Linked DNA regions of Xenopus tropicalis: region 2 is linked to region 1. The links are chromatin contacts, called in public Hi-C maps. All regions are on one chromosome and are shown on one strand. Each heading gives the region's core, a stretch centred on a gene start, on an enhancer-like site or on the middle of the called end of the contact. The rest is flanking DNA. Distances are from core to core; before and after follow the strand shown. Region 1 holds the start of nrp2 (neuropilin 2). Region 2 overlaps pard3b (partitioning defective 3 homolog B).

Region 1 (4,047 bases), core at 1,297-3,796:
TCAGTGGGATTCTAAAATTACAGAGAAACTAAATATCTGGCCCCAGTGAGTCCTTTGTAAAACTTTGCATAAAGATGGAGTATGCTTACAATAGTACACTATCTGTGTGCAATATGTATACTAACCCTGCATAGTCAGCAGTCACCCTTTGCCAGCCCTCACAGGCAGCTGCACAGGTTCTTTAGTGATGGTGATGTGTAAATTTGATTGGGGAAGATATCAATGAGAAATGCAGATTTTAGAGGGCCAGTATATATAATCAATAGAGATGTTATGCATTTGGAAGCACACAGTATAATTTACAATGAGCGTTAGTAGTGTCAAGGCTTTGGTTATCCCTTTATCACTGAGATAACTCATTTAGACCAGAGTTATTATTAAGGGCACAGCAGGGGTGGCAACCAAAAAGAAGCATTCAAAATGTAGTACGAAGGGGCATTGTATGCAGGGGTATGAAAGTTATGACTGGACAAAAACTAAAGTGTTTTAGAGCAATAAGGAAAGTGTCCTTAATAAGATCTGCAACAGGGCTCTTTTAACTCTAGCTATGAATTCTTGTATAATCTACTATTTGCAATGGCCAAACTTTTGCACACCAGCTTTCAATATATTTATGCCACAGCCAAACGTAGAGGTTGCACCTCAAAGCAGCATAGATTAAAATGTATGGATATAAACATGGTGCTGGTGGCCTCCAGTTTAGCAGCAGTTGATTGGAGTTAAGAGGCGCACCCATGCCCACTTCATAATGGTTGGTGCAATCAAACTATGGGTTATGAATAGAATAAGCAAAGTATTGTATAGTACACAATTGTTTCCCTCTTTAGATCTGGATTAATGATCTTTAAAAAGGCCATACATGGTTCAGTTCATCCAGTGTATGTATTTGGCATCTCATAAACCTCTGGTACTGATGGGGTTAACCAGTTCTGCCATAGAGAGCACAACAGCTACAAGGTTTGCTGGAAACCAGGAAGTTAAATCCATACATTAACAGTTACATTTTATCTCCTTTATAAATTAAGTCTCAAAACAGCAGTGTGAGGCCGATCAATGAAAAACTGTCATGTTTGGCCACAGTGTGTGCGCGGAAGGCAGGCTATATCTGCCACCGCTACAGCATAAAGGCAAATTCTCTTTGTGATAAATGCACAACACAGCTATAACTCTGAAGATATTTTATTCTCAAAGAGATCGGAAAGCTTTCATTGATAAAAGGGTATTGAGCTGACTCATAGAAATGCCATGAAATGGAGGTCTATTGTGTGCACTAAGCACTCATGTCTATTTTTGTGTCAGTATAGTTTGCAGTGGTAAAAAGGAACCAATTTTAGGTTATTTATTGGGTATTGGATTTCCAAATCTCTGTGTCAATATGACAAATCCTCTCCGAGAAGCGTGTTCCCTATCAGAATACAAAAAGGCACAAGAGATATTTCTTTCTTTGCAATTGCTCCCTTTTCAACTAAAGGCAATTACCTGCACTTTATTTCTATCTCATAACATGGATAAAAAAAAGTATCTATTGTATAAATTTAACACAGAAAGTATTTGGCTGTCTGTGGTTTTTCTACTACATGGCAATATTTTAGTTTCACATATACTTTCTATCTGATTTCCTGAAACAGACCAAGTATTAGAGTGTATGCTCTTGGGCAAACTCTACCAGAATGAATACCCTGCATTTAACATACTGTACAACAAATAAGCTTATATTTCCATATAGCCTGATTAGATGGGTGACAATATTAAAACTGCCCTGTTGTGGAATCTGCCAGTGAATGTAAATATTCCCAGTTGCTGGGGCTCCACTGCAATTCTAGGGTCACTTTTTGCAATAATGAACAGCAATGAGATCTGCTTCTCTGTCATGGTTGTTTAAGTACAATGGGGAAAACAGCAAATTGGATAAATAACATAGAGCAACACTGCCTAGCCCCCCATCCCAGTACTGGGCAGCTATACCTATTATACAACCTGTTGCTTTGTCTGCCGGCATCTTAGGGATTAGAGACTAAGGTGCAGCTTTACCCATACAGAAATGGCCTTGTGCTTGCTCTAAGATCCCTGACTGGCTGCAACCTCTTGGTTTTGATCTCTTCTCTCTTCTGATACAGTGCATTCTCTCTCTCTGTCTCGATATGATATTCTCTCTCTCCTGATATGATATTCTCTCTCTCTTGATACATGATACTCTTTCTCTCCTGATATTTGACATTTTCTCTCTCTCCTGATATATGGCATTTCTCTTTTTCTCTCCTGATGCATGGCATTCTCTCTGCCTTCAGATATATGGCATTCTCTCTGCCTTCAGATATATGGCATTCTCTCTGCCTTCAGATATATGGCATTCTCTCTCTCTGCTTTAATCAGTGACAGGGCTGAGGGGGCGTGGCCAGGCTGTGTGTGTGCGAGAGAAAGAGATTGTAGCTCTGCCCCCCTATGCTGACATCCACATGCTTGTCTCCCTGTATAAGGGAACTGAGTGGTTGGGAGGGAGGTAGATAGAAGGCAGGGGCTCAGGGCTTACACTCCCAAACCATCTTAAGACAGCAGACGCCTGTGCGCTCACTGAACCCTCTAGCCAGAGCCGTGCCAGGGAACTACAAGGATTGGCTCTGTCCTGCTGCCAAACTGCCTGTTGTAACTGCCTGTGTGTGCTGCAATATCCCCTCCTGTCTCCAGTGGAAATAGCGCTTTCTTGGACACCCCATCTACTTTCCACTCCTGAGCAGCGGACTAAGGACCCTCCCAGGGTTTTTCAGGGCTTTGGCTGTGCCTGCTGGGAACCTTTTATTAAACAAGTGGCACTAAGGGACCTGGGACTTCTCCGAATTGCGCTAGTGGTGGCCAAGGAGTCTTTAATCGCCTAGTCCTGAGCGCATCAGTCCAGATAAGAGATCCAGTTTGGTGAAAATCAATGACTTGCTAACAAGGGAACTCGTGGGATTTTTCTTATCCTTCTTGTCAATATGGATGTGTTTGCTTTGGTGCTTGGAGTTATTTCTCTGTGCTCGCTGGGAGCCAAAGTCTCAGGCCAAGAAGGTAAGCGGAAAAAAAAGTTACTGTGTTAGGTGGTAGTTCGTGTCTATACTATCTGCGTCTGGCCGCACTTAGACGCTCACTTCTATGTGAGCCTATTTCAGACAGTCGCAGCTCCTCTCTCTCTCCTCCATAACAAAACACATTTGCGTGTGTGCGACGAGCCCTTGCTGCTGCTGTTGGCTGGCACAGCCGCACATCTGGAATAAATCAAAGTTTAAAAATACTACAAAGCCTTTTGCGAGGGTCTTCTTCTCCTTCTCAACTCCCAGGAGTTGCCTCCAGTCCGGGTAGTAGCGCTTTAATCTTATAGCAACTCGATTTAAATTGCAATTAGATGCGTTACTAAGAAGAGATGTCGTATGCAGGATAGAAAAAGTGAATGCGAGCGATGCGGATCTCAGAGACAGGGCTGGAGATTATTTCAGTGTGTAGCTGTTGGCGATGATCGCAGTATGTAGCTGTTGGCGAGGATCGCAGTATGTAGCTGTTGGCGCTTTCACTCACGCCGGCTGTGCGCATATCCAAGCGATTGGTAGCGCGATTCTGTGCTGGGGTCGCTCATCATAACGGGCGCTCCCAAGCCTGTGGGAAGCGCTTATGTTCCCTGACGGTGAGTGCAGATTGCCAGTTGCCAGGGATAGAGAAGGGCAGACGGCACTGGAAAGGAAAGCGCTGCCCATATCTGTGGCACAGACACACGGCGCTATTTCATTTCTTCACGCCATGGGCAATGGGAATATAGCTGGAATGTCAAATTCCTTCTGCCATGTGGCACGGAGACATACTTGATATCTATGAAATTTACTAGCTAATTCTATTGTCACCATTTTGTTGCCATGTTATTTACACAATTACATTTCCTGAGAAATGATTACTACGAAGATGTAGGGCAAAAGTAACACAACAGGTTATACATGGAAACACTGTGATTTGGTGGGTTTTTTTCTTTTAATAATTCAGTAATTCACATCCATGCTGCCCAAACAAAATAGTAGCTAATAC
Region 2 (4,188 bases), core at 695-3,194, 67 kb before region 1:
TTTCCAGTCTGCGAAACAGTCTTTTTCTGCCAATCATATTCCTGGGACTATAGCAAGGTTGCACATATATTTTACGTATTTATAACCTTGTAATGAGCTAAAGGGACCCAGCCTGAAGTTCTATAAAAATACTGTCATGCACGTATGTATAACTTTATTTATAAAGCACCACAAGGGTACACAGCGCTGTACAATCTTACAAAATACAAAATTACACACAGGGTGGACAAGGGTTAAAATAAAAAATACAATAAATATTTATAAATGCAGAGGGAATAAGTGCCATGAGACACAGCAGGAAGGAGGTCCCTGCCCCATAGAGCTTCCAATCTAAGCTCTAAACTAAGCTGCCTATCAGTGCCTACAAGGGGCAGATTTTAGGCCATGTGTGACACAATTCTTAGGGTGAGATTTGGGGCCAATGCTTTTTTACTTGCTGCTGTTTGTGTGGGTTTGTGTGGAATGGGTGTGGCTCATAAAGGAGACATGGCTTTAGATTTTCAGTGCTACTGCCACTGGTGGATTGACCCTTGAATGGGGAGAGCACAAGATTTCTGATTGCAGCGAGTTGCAAAAACATGCCAATACCAAATCTGAAAATCTTCAGCCACGCTACTTCTTTTTGCACCTAGCATACATTAGCTGCCCTTTCCCACCTGTTATTTATTTCCTGTTATTTTTTTATTTATTCTGCAACTACAGATAAATTATTAAGGTATGTAACAAAATTACTATATCCACATAATGCCTGCTTTGCACTTTACATGCAATTTACAATGGACAGCAAATTTTGCACCTGTAGCTTGCACATAGCGAGAGGCAGAACATTTTGCAGTTCATACAGTAAGCTAGAATCTTCAGGGAGGTAAATCATTCCACGTATCACATTGTATAATAAAAAACTTGAGGCAGGTGCTCCAGCAAGGCAGATGAAAAGCCAAATATATGAGCTCCACCAATTAGATGAATCTATTACTATATTTTAGGTGTAGCCTCCATCATGCACAATATTTTTGGAGCCTGCCCCCCCTTCTATAGACTTATGAAAAAGGGAACAACAGACTTCTAAAATATTGGGCTTGCTTTCTGCCTCTAAAATTAAATAAAAAAGAATCAAATCCTTGATTTCTTGCTGGAGTTCCTGCCTCAAGCTGTTTCATTATAAAGCCAGTCTGTGGAAGTATAGAGAACTTGGATCATACAAAAAAACCAAGGATGGATGCACGGAATCCACAATCTTGGCCTAACCCTAAAGCCTTCGTGAAAGGTTTGCCGAATACTGAACGGAAACCTAATTTGCATATGCAAATAAGGGCACCGAAGCGCTAAAGAGAACCATGCAATTAAAAATTTTAACTTCCGTGTTTATGTGACAAAAAGTCATGTGATTTTAAGGATTCATATTCGGTTTGGCCAGGTACATGGATTCCACCAAATCTGAATCCTGGATCCAGTGCATCCCTAATTTATATATTGGTGTAAGTTTTCGTCTAACATTAATAAAAACACTATACATACATATCTCTCGCTATCTTAAGAAATGCAATTTTAGATTCAGCACTGTACTTATTCTTTATATTGGGAGCTTAATAACACACTCTTCAGTAAAAAACTGTCTAAAACCACATTCAAAAATGTCAAAAATGCTTTCCTTCCCTTGTTTGTTTCTTGTTATACCCATGAATCCACAGCAGTTCTTGGTCCAAGGACGCATTAGTTGGAATATGACACTACTGGAATTCCAAACAGAGGCCTTCAGCTAAAAACAGCTCTCTCCATACACACTTGTAGGGATTTATTTTATCTGATCTCTGGAGTCGTTTTGTTTATAAAAGGACAAGTTAGAAATCTAAACAAGTTTGTGGGGCAATCAGTGCAGGGTGTGTGCTTGAGATGCTAAGACCCTGGCAGACATGTGTCTGGTTCCAAGAGGTACAAGTGAACGTCACACTGGGTGCTGGGCTCTAGGAATACATGGTTTCACTGATAGACCTATTGTTCTTTACTTGTGATCTTGAAGTGCTACACAGTCAAGTGAACAAGTAGTGAAGTGTCCTACCCGTCCCTGCTTCTGTAACAATATGTATATTGTTTGACATCAAGGGTGTCCTCCAATGGAAAACAGTTTTTTGCTTAATAGTAGAAAAGCTAATTCTAAGCAACTTCTAATGACCATTAATAAACATCAAAACACTGTCAGTTGTTTAAGACTTGATTTTGTTTTTTAAAGCAAAAACTGTTTTTGAAAGATGACCCCTTTAGTTTAAAGGTTGCAGTATCATTATAAACAAAAACGGATCTATATATCAAACCTTATAAATAAATATATATTCAAGGTGAAGTCCGCACTCCGACCACTCTCCAATTTTTGGGTGCTTGTTAATTATACAAGAAGATATATATACACATATACAGTGGTGTAACTTGGTCGTGGTGGGCCGCCCTGCAAACAAATCTTCTAAGGGGGCCTGGTGCAAAAAGCCCCTCCTCGCCTGTTCCCCCTCCGGGCCTGCTTTCGCTGCACCTCCCTGGCCACAATGCGCCATGCTGCTATTTTTTTAAAAAAAGGTAGGAGATGGGACTGCAATACAGCAGACCCCGCAGTCCAGGCCCCCATGTCACCCAGCCCCCCCCCCCCCGACCGCTGTATAGCTAGTTTCGGTATATATATATAGAGAGAGGGGGGGGGCTCGTCCCGTTACTATATAGGTCAACTGTCCCAGGTGCTGGTAAAATGTAAATTACATTAAGCCAAAAAACTCAATAGGCAGCTAGTTCTGGGCTTTTCCTCAGAGACAAAGAAACAGCTAAAACTCATACACCTAAAGGTGGCCACACACGTGGCGATTTGCGATCTTTCATGCGAGCATCGGTCACACGAAAGATCGTACAATCGGCCACTGACGTTCAGGGCTGAAATGGCAGATAAGGAGGTAGAAACAATAGGATTTCTACCTCCTTCTGCCAATTCAGCCCTGAAGGCAGATTTTGCTCAGGCACCTTCTATGGCGCTCGATCAAAATCTTTTAACCTGGCCGATCGGCAAGTCGACCGATATCAGCAGCTTCCTGCGATATCGGTCGACTCGCTGACTTGCCATACACGACCGAATATCGTACGAAATGAGGTTCAAACACAACCAGCACCAAGTGTCTTGTGGTTCAAATAAATATTAGTGTATTATAATTGCATGCACAACTGACGTTTCGTTCCTTTTGGGACCTTGAAATTTATGATATTTATTTGAACCACAAGACCCTTGGTGCTGGTTGTGTTTGATTCGGTATATATATATATCTATATATATATATATAGATATATATATAGATATAGATATATATGCAATGTTACTGTAAAACTTAAATCTGCAACTTGTAAATTTGCAGCTCTTCGTTTACAGACTTTATCTCAGTGAAATGCATCTCCCGTCACCATCTAGTCTGGGGACTTCTGGTATTATTATCAGGGCGTGACTACAGAGGAAGCAGATCCTGCAGTTGTAGGGGGGGGTGGGCAGTGAGGTGCTAATTAGTGTGCTTATATTAAAAAAATTGGTCAACTTACCAATGATTTACTTTTATAGCACCAACATATTCTGTAGGGTTTTACATAGATTTTACATTATTGCCATTTATCCCTGACCGAGCTGAGCTCACAAACTTTGGTCCTTATTGCACACACACAAACATGCAAATCCGTTTTTTTTTTCTTTTTTTGAGTTTTCTCAGTCCAAAGTTTGATGTAAAGCTGGCTGTTTACTCCATGTTTCCCAACGAGGAAAAGCAAATGGTCTATGGGCTGTGACATTTGACAGACAGCCAGACTCAGTTACAAGCAGGTGGTACATATCATGACTGTCCCTACCTTCTCCTTGTAGGTATGATGATTACATTTGTTAGGATCCCTGGGTGGTGGGTGGTCTGTGAATCAGTGAGACAGGGTGGGTGGTAAATGATGGGGGAGTTGTTTCAGTGTTTATGGCCTTTTGCAGTAGCATTGAGTTTTCTTTTCTCTTGTAAAAAGGAAATTAAATACTTTTTGCCCTCCAAACAGCCCAAAGGTCTGTAGAACTTCAAACAAACCTCTGATGGGTTCATTGTTCTATGCTCTGAAATAGGCAGGGTTGGATATTATACAAGCCTGCAAGCATGCTGTGTTTTGTAGATGAGTATAACATAAGACTGATAT

What was found. A called contact is a pair of places that touch in the nucleus more often than the background predicts.
Region 2: a contact with region 1 is called in a Hi-C map of neurula embryo, with 1.6 times the contacts expected there. The contact joins the enhancer-like site here to the promoter of nrp2 in region 1. A contact is called at or near these places in 2 of 5 Hi-C or Micro-C datasets (gastrula embryo and neurula embryo).

Annotation. Positions count from the first base shown.
Region 1 is chr9:50,932,896-50,936,942 of UCB_Xtro_10.0, reverse strand. It overlaps nrp2 (neuropilin 2), which reads left to right and starts at 2,546. Exons shown (of 15, transcript NM_001100235.1): 1 at 2,546-3,045. The coding sequence starts at 2,973.
Region 2 is chr9:50,999,022-51,003,209 of UCB_Xtro_10.0, reverse strand. The region is part of intron 20 of pard3b (partitioning defective 3 homolog B); the gene reads left to right. Among named protein-coding and RNA genes, the nearest start is that of nrp2, 67 kb to the right of the region's middle. Within about 2 kb of position 1,944, at least 2 of the 11 cell types and tissues checked have an H3K27ac peak or open chromatin away from gene starts, as enhancers often do. A contact at or near this core is called in gastrula embryo and neurula embryo, where this site is marked.